2 separate regions of the Arachis hypogaea genome follow, and region 1 is linked to region 2. A link is a contact called in public Hi-C data. All regions are on one chromosome and are shown on one strand. The core of a region is the stretch at or near the end of the contact, and the rest is flanking DNA. Distances in the headings are between cores, read along the strand shown. Region 1 holds the start of LOC112771452. Region 2 holds the start of LOC112769264 (beta-glucuronosyltransferase GlcAT14B).

What was found. Hi-C and Micro-C count contacts between places; a contact is called where the count stands out from the background.
Region 1: a Hi-C map of leaf shows a contact between it and region 2, with 4 times the contacts expected there. The contact joins the promoter of LOC112771452 here to the promoter of LOC112769264 in region 2. A contact is called at or near these places in 2 of 8 Hi-C or Micro-C datasets (both in leaf).

The regions. Positions count from the first base shown.
Region 1 is chr18:10,089,799-10,096,562 of arahy.Tifrunner.gnm2.J5K5, reverse strand. LOC112771452 reads left to right here and starts at 3,393. Exons shown (of 1, transcript XM_025816208.2): 1 at 3,393-3,978. The coding sequence starts at 3,518. The coding sequence ends at 3,727. It overlaps LOC112769378 (secretory carrier-associated membrane protein 1), which reads left to right. Exons shown (of 13, transcript XM_025813889.3): 12 at 364-429; 13 at 693-1,145. The coding sequence ends at 779.
Region 2 is chr18:9,925,813-9,931,673 of arahy.Tifrunner.gnm2.J5K5, reverse strand. LOC112769264 (beta-glucuronosyltransferase GlcAT14B) reads left to right here and starts at 2,858. Exons shown (of 4, transcript XM_025813727.3): 1 at 2,858-4,326; 2 at 5,321-5,396; 3 at 5,513-5,628. The coding sequence starts at 3,723.

The DNA of each region.
Region 1 (6,764 bases), core at 2,144-4,643, 160 kb before region 2:
AATACAATAACACGTAAATTTCAGACTAATTAAAAATACAAAAAAAAAAAAAATATTTTTCACCTTCTAAAATATAAAATATTTAAATTTTTTTTGTCAAAAATATATAAAGATAAATTAGTCTTTTAAAAAGATTTAGATATCTCACTTTTAGAAAATAAAAATTATTTTTGTATTTTTAATTAGTCAATAATTTATTTGTCAATAATAAAAGATTAAAAATTTATTTGTCATTTATTCTATAAATAGCCATGATATTATATATACTCTAATAGTAACATGTTTATTTTTATCGTCATATAATCATATTATGTCATAATCAAGTGCATAAATGATGTACTATACTACTATTTGTGTTTGCAGGGATTCTACTTTGCTGGTTTTGCATGTTTCGCCATTGAAACAATGCTAAGCTTATGGGTTATTCAGGTTTAATTCTCCTGAGGATGATAATATTTTCAATTTATTGAGAAAATATATTCTTAAAATATATTAATTAATATATGTTTTAGAAATATTTATGACCAATCATTTGAATGTATAAAATTAAGAAGTTGCATATAAAAAAATGGTTATAAGTATTTCTAGAACACGTATTAAATGAGTTTTAGAAAAACATAAAACTAATTTCTCATATTTTGTTACTTTTATCGTTTTTTTTATAAATTATATTGATGTTATGTAATTTGCAGCAAGTATACCATTATTTCCGGGGGACTGGGAAGGCCACGGAGTTAAGAAAAGCCGCTGCCAGAGAGACCATGATGGCAGCTCTATAACACTTGCAAACATCATGCCCATCAAAATTTCAAGAAATGTCACTTGCAAACATACACAAAATGTTATTAGTTTAGTAGATATGCAATATTTATTGTGTTTTTAAAAGAGGGAAAAAGAAAAAGAAAAAGAAAGAAAAGATTTCGAAGGATAAAATGAATCTCATTTTACACTTTGAACCTTTGTCTTTCTTGTCATTTTCTTCCCTAATCAAAATTCGTAAATACCGTATTCCTTTGTGGCGACTAAGTTAAGACTAAAAAACTAGGTTATGGCCAAAGTAGTGTATCATTTAAGTTAGACATTAGTTGTGTATACATAGAATTGTTTTGAGATGCTCCCCTTATAATATACGACTTGTTTCTTAATTTGCAATATATTTTATAGCTGGCATTAACAAATAGGATTCTTCTTCATCATCATCATAATAATACACGAAAGTTACGTTCTTGAATTGTTTTGCAATGAATTTATAGATTTTTTAAAGAAAATAAAGTATTAAGTAATGCGATATACTTATAGGTCACTCAGGAAAAAATATCTAGTGAAATCAATAATGTTAAAAAGTTAATATTTTTTAGTCAAACATCAACTAATTTTTTAAAAATTATTTTGTTTATTTTAAATTATAAACTATTAATTCTAGATTTTAAATTATAAATTCTAAAAAAAGTTAGATAATATTTACTAATTAAAAATTAATTTCTTATACTTTATCTTAGTAAATTCCTTACAAATTACAAGTTTGCAACACAAACTTATAGGTCTCTGGTAGAAGAATGAGTGGTCAATATTGCAATTTTAGGAGTTATAAGTCCGATATTTCATTTCTTAAGGGAATTATTTGAATTGTTTCCCCCTCAAAGATCTATAAATTCATTACAAAAGTTTTTCAATAACTTAAATATTTTTTTTAGAAGACTTATAAATCTATCGCAAAGTTACTCTATTTTTTTGTGATGTAAGGTAGCGTTTGGTGAAGAGACAGAGATAGAAAGACTGAAACTGAAAGACAGAGACTAAGAGATAGAGATTGAAATAAATCTCAGTATTCTGTTTGGTGCAAAGTGGGAGACAGAAATTGAAACAAGAATGAAACTCTAATTTAATTTGTATAAAGGGTAAAATTGAAATTAATTAATTGAAATGAGGATATTTTAGGTATAAAATGTTATTAAAGTTTCAGTCTCCATCTCTAAAAATTTTAGTCCCTTGTGTCCCTACTTTTTGGAGATACTGAAATACTGAAATTTTAGGGACAGAGACAGAAATTTTAATACCAGTCTCTGAACCAACAAACAAGATACTGAATCTCAATCTCTCCGTCTCTGTGTCAGTACCTCAAAACAAACGCTACCAAGACTTGTAACAAAATATTATGTCTGAAATATGATGAAAACGACATGTATGTGTTTCAACTGCTTAAAATATAATTTTTGTTCCTACCGATCGCATAGAAAAAAGGAGTTCATATTTTTTGATGTAGAGCCAACAAAATTAAGACACAATAATATGACAGATGGTATTCATTCAAATAATCACTCCACTTATTACTTAAACCTTTGAGAAGAAATATGGGTGGCAAGTTCTGGCGTACGCATAGCTATCAAAATATTCAATATTGGAAATGAATTGCCAAGGCAATAAATTAAAATGACACCCCCACATCAAAATAAAAACAGTAATACTCCTCCATAAAATTTTTCAAAGGTTATTTTCATATAGTACTTTTAAATTATTGCTTGCTAGAGAGACATCGATCTGAACACTGACCTGCACATTGGCAAGTTGGGGAAATTTAAAAATAAAAATAAACAAATAAAATAAGAACATAAAGATGGAGCTGCTAACTACCACCTAAATGGTTGAACCACATACATGAATCATTGACATATCTTAACGGGCAAAGCATGGCCCTATTTATTATTTATTACATTACCTCCACGCGTGGTTATGCTATTCCCCCATTCTACTCACAAAAACCCATCAAACCATTACAATTTGCATATTTGTTGTTTTAATAATAATGCTATTAGTATGTTAAAATCAGTCACTAAAATCAGTTATTAATATATTTATGTATAAATATATGTGTAGTTTAATTTATTTTTAATATATATTATATTTTAATATATATTTTATACTAATAATTAATTTTAGTAGTTGACTTTAGTATATATATAACATAATCGTTATTTCAACTGAATTAGATGTACAAACAAAGTCAATCATTAAAAAGTCACCAAAAAAAAAAAAAGTCAATCATTAAAATTAATTATCAGATTATAATATATATTAAAATATAAAATATATGTTAAAAATGAGGTAAATTATATATGTATTTATATATAAATATAGGTAAAAACTCAAATATAATTAACTTTATATGAAGTTGATACTTGAGAGTGTTAGATGACAATTTAGTCAAATCTATCAAATCTTTTAACGACTCTCACCTATCAATTTAATGTGAAGTTAACTACACTTAAATTTTTACCATACTAAAAAAATAATTTTAGCTTATAAATAGTATTTTTTTTTTTGGTGACAAATAGTATTTATTTATTTATTATTTTTCTTCTAGGATGCATGGATATAAAAGGGGATTGTACTACATTAAAGTTGTGAGCAATTTGTGAATAAAAACAGCGACGCACGCAGTTTCCTAGTTGCTACAAACTGATACGAACACGTTATTATTTATATACTTTGAACCAATCAAGCCTTTCTATCTGCGAGGATGGTGTGTTTCTGTTTTCTGGTGGACCAGAGGAAGGAGGTGCGGCGGAGCAAGCCAGCAGCGGGGACGTGCTCGCGGTGCGGTGGAGGAGCCAGCGTGGCTGACATGAAGACGGCCACCAGGTTCTGCTTTGTTCCCTTCTACTGCAAATCTTGGAGAGCCATTATCTGCACTTTCTGCGGTGCTGTTCTTCGTTCTTATCATCACTGATCACCATCTTTCTCATCAAAACTACAAACACATACATACATACATACATACATGTATACACTTTTATACCTAGCTAGTTTAATTTCTGATTTCTGATCTTGAAGTGTATTTGCCTAAGCTTTTCATGCTTAGCATTCTTAGCTTGTTCTTATATTTTCTTGAAGAGATTGTAATAACACCAGCACCTAGAAATTGCAACTGTACTTTCATGTTTTTTTATATAAATTTATATAGAGTTATTTTTATGTAAAGTTAATAATTAAAAATTATTACATAATTTAATATGTTAAACTAAATTTATATCTAATAATTTTTAACAAAAAAATCTCACGTGAGTTCTGTCTTATTTTTTCTTTAGTTTAGGCGGTTGATTATTTTCTATAATTTTAACCACTCATGTAATGTAGAATATATATATATATATATATATATAATTTCTTCTTTTTCGTTCTTTATGACTTAGTTATCATGTATGTTAAAAGGATGTTTTATGATTATTTTTGTAAAAATTTCTTAAATTTTTATTTTACTAAATATATTGAAGCTTTAATTTTTGTATTTTTTTTATTAATAACCGTAATATATGCCTTTAAATTTATTGAGTATACTTAATTAATTTAAGATTTAGCTAAAATATATCTTAAACATTAATGTTGATAAGTGTATAATAATTATAACTTTAATATATTAAAATATATAAAAGAAATAAATTTTCAATTTTAGTCAAATATGTTTTTTAGATACGTTTTAAAATATGCTCTTAAAAATATAAATGAGCATGACCATTAATGATGATGTTGAAATAAGGGTGGAGGGTGGATAATGAAGGGGCAACTAGCGGGTGAAGTAGTCAAGTTGGGACGGTGCACCGGTGGCTGGCATCTTCAACAACTGGGGGTACAGTACGGTGTATTAAACTATTAATTGATTATAGAGTTATTACAATTTACAAGCTATATACTGTATAGCGCTGGTCGTTGCAAATATAAATATCGTACAGCTGCTTCTTTTCTCAAATCCTAAGTAACAACTATGTTAAAGTTTTTTTTTTTTTTTTTTTTTTTTTTTAAATTAGGAAGTCTCAATTTCGTAACTTCTAAGTGAGTATGAAAAGATTATATCATTTGAATTATAATTCGTTAGTAATAACTATATTATAGTTAAGTAAATACTAAAATTAACTATTAATATAAAATATATTAAAAATAAATTAAATAATATATATTTATACATAAATATTAAATAATTAATTTTAGTAGTTAATTTTGTGTATAAATAATATTTTTGATAGTAAAATTATTGTAGTGAAATATTTGTATATAATGTACTTTATTCACTCATATTCTGTATTTAACGAGTAAAATTTTATAGTAGTAATTGAGATTTACTAATTTTTTAATTTAATCTTTAAAATTTTAATTTTATTATGAATAAATTATTATTTATACTCATAAAAGATACAGATGTTAACAAATGTACCCATATAAAAATAAAACGATAATTATAACCACGGAATGATACGAAAATAAAAGATAAATAAGAAAATAAGGATTCAAATTGAATAAAAAGATACATTGAAATTAAAATAGAAACAAAAAAAATAAATTGAAATTGAGTACAAAGAGAATCACTCTCTACTTTCTACGAATTTCTTGACGCAACGAGAAAGGGACTCCTCAACCTAACTTGTCAACGCCATAGTTTGGGAATTGAATTGAAGGGACTCCTCAACCTTCTACTCAATTCCCCGATGTAACAAGAGAGGGACTCCTCAACCTCAATTGTCCACACCATGGTTTCATCACGAAACCAAAAAGGGGTTTTCAAACCTCTAAAAATTCTATTCTACGACTACAATAGCTAAGGAGGTATTTATAACCTCTTATTAGGTTAAAACAAAGAAAAACCCTAAAACCCATAAACATAAGGCCCAATCTAGTAATTAAATAAACAAAATCAAAATACATTAAATAAAATATTATAAAAATATAAACTAAAATATCTTCTAAATAACTCTTGAACTCTTCATATCACAAACATTTGAAGCACGTATCATTTTCCTCCTCTTCAAAAAAGATTCGTCCTCGAATCTTGTAGGTGGAAAAAAAACATATATGAAAAGGACAATAATTATAAGGAAGATAATTTTTTTTTTGGTTTTTTTTCTTCTTTTTTTTTGTTTTTTTTTTCACTTTATGTTTTTTTTTAAACAATAATGAAACACAAACGGAAAACAAGAACACAAAAACTTAAAGAAAGACGCAACAAACACTGGACTCTTTTTTTATGATAAAAGAAGAACAACTATAAATTAATAAGAATTAATCTAATACCTGAACTCTGATACCAAATGATACGAAAATAAAAGATAAATAAGAAAATAAGGATTCAAACTGAATAAAAAGATACATTGAAATTAAAATAGAAACAAAAAAAATAAATTGAAATTGAGTACAAAGAGAATCACTCTACTTTCTACCAATTTCTAACAAGAAAGGGACTCCTCAACCTAACTTGTCAACGCCATAGTTTGGAAATTGAATCGAAGGGACTCCTCAACCTTCTACTCAATTCCCCGATGTAACAAGAGAGGGACTCCTCAACCTCAATTGTCCACGCCATGATTTCATCACGAAACCAAAAAGGAGTTTTCAAACCTCTAAAAATTCTATACTACGACTATAATAGCTAAGGAGGTATTTATAACCTCTTATTAGGTTAAAACAAAGAAAACCCTAAAACCCATAAACATAAGGCCCAATCTAGTAATTAAATAAACAAAATCAAAATACATTAAATAAAATATTCTAAAAATGTAAACTAAAATATCTTCTAAATAACTCTTGAACTCTTCATATTACGAACATTTGAAGCACGTATCACGGAAGATGGCTTCCATGTGTCAAGAGTACCCAGATGTTGATTACACAATTAGTCCGTTAGAATATTTTTGGCACACAAAAACTATCTTTTGTAGATACAATTATCATTTTATTATTATATGGATACATTTATTAGTGTTTATATCTTTCATTGA
Region 2 (5,861 bases), core at 1,609-4,108:
TATAACAAATATAAAATAAAAAAATATAAATAAAAGACTCTAGTATTAATATTCACCGGTATAATGATTTCATTCTAATAATAGAAGTAATTCATATATGTATTGCAACTTAAAACCTATGGAGAGATATAGAATAAGAAAAAATTTTATATATTATTGTAGTGTGTATTGGTTCAAAACAAACTCTTATTTATACATGTATAGAGCCTTCTTTTTTCACTTTTATTAAATTTTTTTTTGTAACATGACATTTCACTATAGAAAAATTGAGGCAGCTCATATTAAATAGGCATTTATCTTATACTTATCACAATAATTTCATGTTTTTCAAAGCATTATTTCAACTATTTAAAGTAGATTTTATATTCTGTACACATTATCTTTTTACTTTTTCAATTTAATCTATTAATTAGTTCAACCTAATCATTTAGATACCGAAGCTTACTACATATTTGTACAGTGTTAAGGATGTGATTTAAATTTTCAATATCTTGATTAAGAGAGGAGATGATGAACCATCGTGCTAAAACTTTTTAGTAAGGACAGTTTGCTTTTTTTATTGGGTTAGATTTTTGTTTGATGGAGGCCCTATAGGCTATAGTTATTGGACTTAGACAAGATGTGAGCAATTCTTCCCACCAAAAAAAACCATGAATAATTCTTTCCTACTTGACGAAGTGAAGTGTCCTAATAATAATAATAATAATTCATTTCTTTTAACAATACTAGAATAGTCCACAAAATAACAATTTGTTGGAAGAATCGGCTGTCCTTTTAATAATGGGGATACTAATCAACACTTGTCCTGAGTCCTAACTCTCCCACTAACCTATTATTATTTTAAAGAAGGAATTATGGAACAGACACGTCTCAATCAAGAGTTCTATAATTCATGTATTGACACAGACTAATTTAAAAGACTAATAACCCTAATTTCGAATCCTCACTTCTCATATATCAATCAAGAGAATACAGATACAGATACAGCTAATTATGAATACTGTAAATATAAATTTCATAATTAAACTGTTAATAATTATTCATTCACATAGACACCTCAACAATAATTTAACATAATTTTAATAAATATATTTTTTAAAAATAACATAATAATAACTTAAGAAGAAAAAACAACTATAATATTAATACATATAGCAAACAATAATACATACATATTTTACTTAAAAACTATATCATATGCTAACATCTATTTATAAGTAAACATAAGTACCTAATGACTAATATTCTTAATGCTTAAAAATAGAATTAGTAGTAAATAATTTGCATTTAATTTAGTACTTGCTTTTTAATTCTTGAAGATTTTATATTCTTTTTACAACTTATATTTAACTTTAATTCAAATATTTTTTCTTGTCTTTTCTGCTTTTAATATGCATAAGGTGGTGCTTCACATTTGTACCAATAGAGTTTAAATTGATTAAGATCTTGAGAAAATAAAGTATGTTTTTTATCCCATCCTAATATTTGTAATTTTGATACAAATAAAAAATGTTAAAAATAAAATTAAATAAAATTAAATATTAAAAATATTTAAAAAATCACAAATATTAAAAATAAAAAATATATCTTATTCAAACTTTGAGTTAACATATCAACTTCAATCTTCTTATTCTTGTCAATACTGATGACTTCAATTTGTATTTTTTTTAAACACTTAATATAAATTTTCATGTTAAAATTTTTATAATCTTTTAGTAATTTGATCACTAGTAATTGATACTAACAATGGTAAATTATGAGAACTGAGAAATCATCATAAACACGACAAATTATTAATAGATTAGTCAAATAAAAGGTACGAATAGTCAAATTGTACTCCACTTCAATAGACGAGATAGATATCTACTTATAACTCAAATATTAAGTATTAACATTCTTACTTGGAATTTAGATATATTCACTTAGTTTTTGGTTTAGACGAACATTCTTTAACATGAAAGATTAAAATTAAAATTCATAATTATTTAAAGTGTAATGATTGTATTGTACAAGGAAAGAGAATAATAAAATTATATTTTAAATTTAATTATCTTATTTAAATTATAATTAAGAATTCGTTTCACAGATACTGATAGGATAAAAAAAATAATATAAAATAAAAATATTTAATTTAATCACCATTTTTATGAGAATTACATATTTAATTTAATTCTAAATAAGTTTTAAATTAAAAAATTAATATATTTTATTTTTCAAGTATTACATTTTTTTACAACTTAATATAAAAAATAAAGGAATTTTGATTTGATTGTTATATTAAAATAAAATTAATTTAAAAGTTTATATAATTTTTTTATCAAAATAAAAATTTATATCAAAATAAAACCATTTATAAAAGAGATTATTGTGTTACTATCATAGAGATTTTTTTATATATATATTTTACCATTTTATTTTTTTTATTAAATTTATATTTAACATTGTGTATAGTATGAAATTTTAATTTTAATTCTATTTTTTTGCATATAATTTTATTTTTAAATAACTTATTATTTTTTTTGATAGTACAGCAAATTTTAGATCCCAATAAAAGAAGAGAAAGTTCTATTAGAAGTAATAAAAATAAAAAACAATAACAAAATATACATGACACATATTTTATATTTATTTTTTATTTTTACTTACTATATCATACATAATAAAATACCAAATACTAATTATATAATAATTTTTTGGCATTACTCTCAAAATTATTATAAATTAATTTTTTATTAAAAAATATTTATTATCATCATTATTTAAATATCTATTTTTTTATATAAAAATTATATTTTTTAAATTATTTATCCATAAAAACAGTCTCTTTATGCATAAACCGCCAAGAGAATATTTTTTTAGAGACTGCGAGTTTGATCTGCAAAAATTTATTCAGAAACCGTCAATTTATTCAATTAGAAACCACTATATCCTATATGGCAGTTTTTACTTTTTATAGATATACAAAAAACGTAATTTTATCTCCTATATTAAAACGTTATAATATGAGAAATTTGTCTTGTTAACCATTATATTCGTAACTTGTCCTTTAATTTATTTAAGAAAAATTTCATTTCTCAATATTCTTTTGAGTTTGGATTCTTTTTTTCTCTATCCTCAATTGAACACCAACTCAACTCAAACTTGCACTCCAAGCGAATTTCCTGTTATGTTTCAAACAAATAGATCTTGAGCACTGTTTGCTGAAGCAGTATCCAGAAAAGGGAGGGAGAATAAGTGTACGAAAATATGAACAAGCTGCATTAATGGCTCGCAGGTGAAATCTGAACTGAAGTTTTCGAAGTTATAGTACACACTGAAGGGTAGATTTTCATTCACCCTCTTACGCCCTTCAATCAAAAGTTGCTAACTTTCTAGTGAGGCAGTAATAAACAGGTTTGACCCCATTCCTTCATGAAGATGGGTCCCAACTCCGAAATCAAAACGTTTGGTGAGGATTATTGTTGATGTAAATTTAGCATCTTTAATTGAAAACCATGTCTTATCCTGCATTAAAATTAGCTTAATTGTTAGCCATTAAGCTTAAAGAAGATTGATTTTTGGGTTGGTTGGGTTTGCCACCAAACTCATCATTGTAATATTATCAGCTAAAGATTTGTGGGGTGCTGCTTTTTTGGTTTCCATCTTATAGAGATCTTGGTTCTTGCCGACAAGGGTGAACAGTTTCAAATTTGGATTTTGATTCATAACTGCTGAAATAGAATATGAGGAAAAATGTTAGTTCTCATTCAGGAAGATTATTCAGTGATAGGAAATGGGTTATACCGTTTTTTGCCAGTTTGTTTGTATTTGTTAGTCTTGTTCTTACTGCAATTGTTGGGGCTCTTAGCTCTTCCGAAGGGATAGAACAATCTTCAACCTTTGACATCATTTCATTTGCAAGATCAGAGGATTCAGGTGGTTATTTTGTGGAATCAGATTTCGAAAGGCAGGTTAATGCCAATGTGGTTCAGAAAATGGAGCCACCTAGGTTGGCATATCTTATTTCAGGCACAAAAGGTGATAGTCAAAGGATGATGAGGACATTGCAGGCAGTTTATCACCCAAGAAATCAGTATATCCTGCATTTGGATCTCGAGGCACCGCCACGGGAAAGATTGGAATTGGCAAATGCAGTGAAAGGCGATCCGACATTTCGTGAGGTAGAGAATGTACGTGTTATGTCACAATCCAATTTGGTGACTTACAAGGGTTCTACTATGATTGCTTGTACACTCCAAGCTATAGCAATATTACTGAAGGAGAGCTCGGATTGGGACTGGTTTATAAACCTCAGCGCCTCGGATTACCCTCTTGTGACACAGGATGGTTAGAAACTTGTCCTTTCCATGGTAGCTTATTTGATGTTACTTTTGTTTTTCTAGTCAAAATGCTTGCATAAACTACTACTTTCTTTCTTGTGTTGACATAATGTGCTTCTACAACTTCAAGAAACTTGGTAAACATAGAATGCCTGTCAAGTAAAAGGGAAAGATTTGTAGTTTGCTTGTGATTCCTAGGTGCTGTTGTTTTCTCTTTTGTCTAGATTGCTACTGTTTCAAGGACATAAAAGATTAGTAAAATTGGCAATAACTAAATTTCATCCATCATCATATTGTTGTCGATTACCGTTATAGATTCACCGGTTATTACCTCTCATAAATGAATTCGTGATTTGGCCTTACTCACCTTCCGTGTTGCCTTTAATAGAAAGGAGGTTAGCAAGCGTAGGTTTATGATTGTAGTTCATTCCTCATGTTTTTAAGTCCGGGTTTTGTTTAGTGTTCTTGTCTGCAATTCTACTTTGCTAATTTCAAATTCTCTTTCTAAGCTTCCTTCCAGTCTTATTCAGGCATAAATCATAGTTTTGTTGAGTGGTTTCCTCTAATAAGTGCTTAATGACAATACATTGTGAAAATAATAATCCTCATCATCTTAGTTTATATATGCCACTTTTTTTTTACTTTGATATTGTTGAGTCCTTGCATTTTTGTTGGAAGTTCGATATGTTTCATGCAAATTATTGAGCGATCTGTCAAGTTCCAAGTGAGTTTTGTTGTCTCAATAAATCAATAAGCTAGGTTTTGTAGCTCAATTGACTAGAGTGCAAGGGATTTCAATATGCTGTTCTTAACCCCATAGCTATCAGATGGGGCTTTATCTTTTTCTGACTTGAATCTTCTAATGCAATAAACATCTATGTACTATAATCTTAGCAATTTTGAACATATCTTCATGTACTGTGCTTGAATCATAAGATGATTAGGTTCCTTGTTTAAACGCTTCTGTGAAGTTATATGATATTTGTTTCCTGTCTTTTCAGATTTACTTCATGTTTTCTCTAATCTGTCGAGAGATCTCAATTTCATTGAGCATACGCATATTGCTGGTTGGAAACTGTAAGTTAATCATTAATTTTTCATACAATCTTGGAGGGAGAACAAATGGAGCTGTAAATTATTCACCATCTTTGAATTCTGATAGTTGATATTGATATTTCTGTTTATTTCCTCAGGAGCCATAGAGTAAGGCCAATTGTTATCGATCCTGGCCTTTACTTATCAAAGAAATCTGATATAGCATGGACTACTCAGAAAAGAACACTTCCAACTCTTTTTAAACTGTTTACAGGTAGGTGTATATATGAAACTATAACCCATAATCCATAATTCTGTATGCATTTATTGCTATACTACTATTAACTTAAACCAAACATATAAGTTTGTTAAATGTCTAGTTAACCTAGAAATTTTGGCACCTATTTAGTACTCCCTCCATTTCTTTTATCTATCACTATTGAATATATCATAGGACTCAATGGTGTCGTTTGATCCATGTAGCCGACCCCACCTAGTGGGATAAGG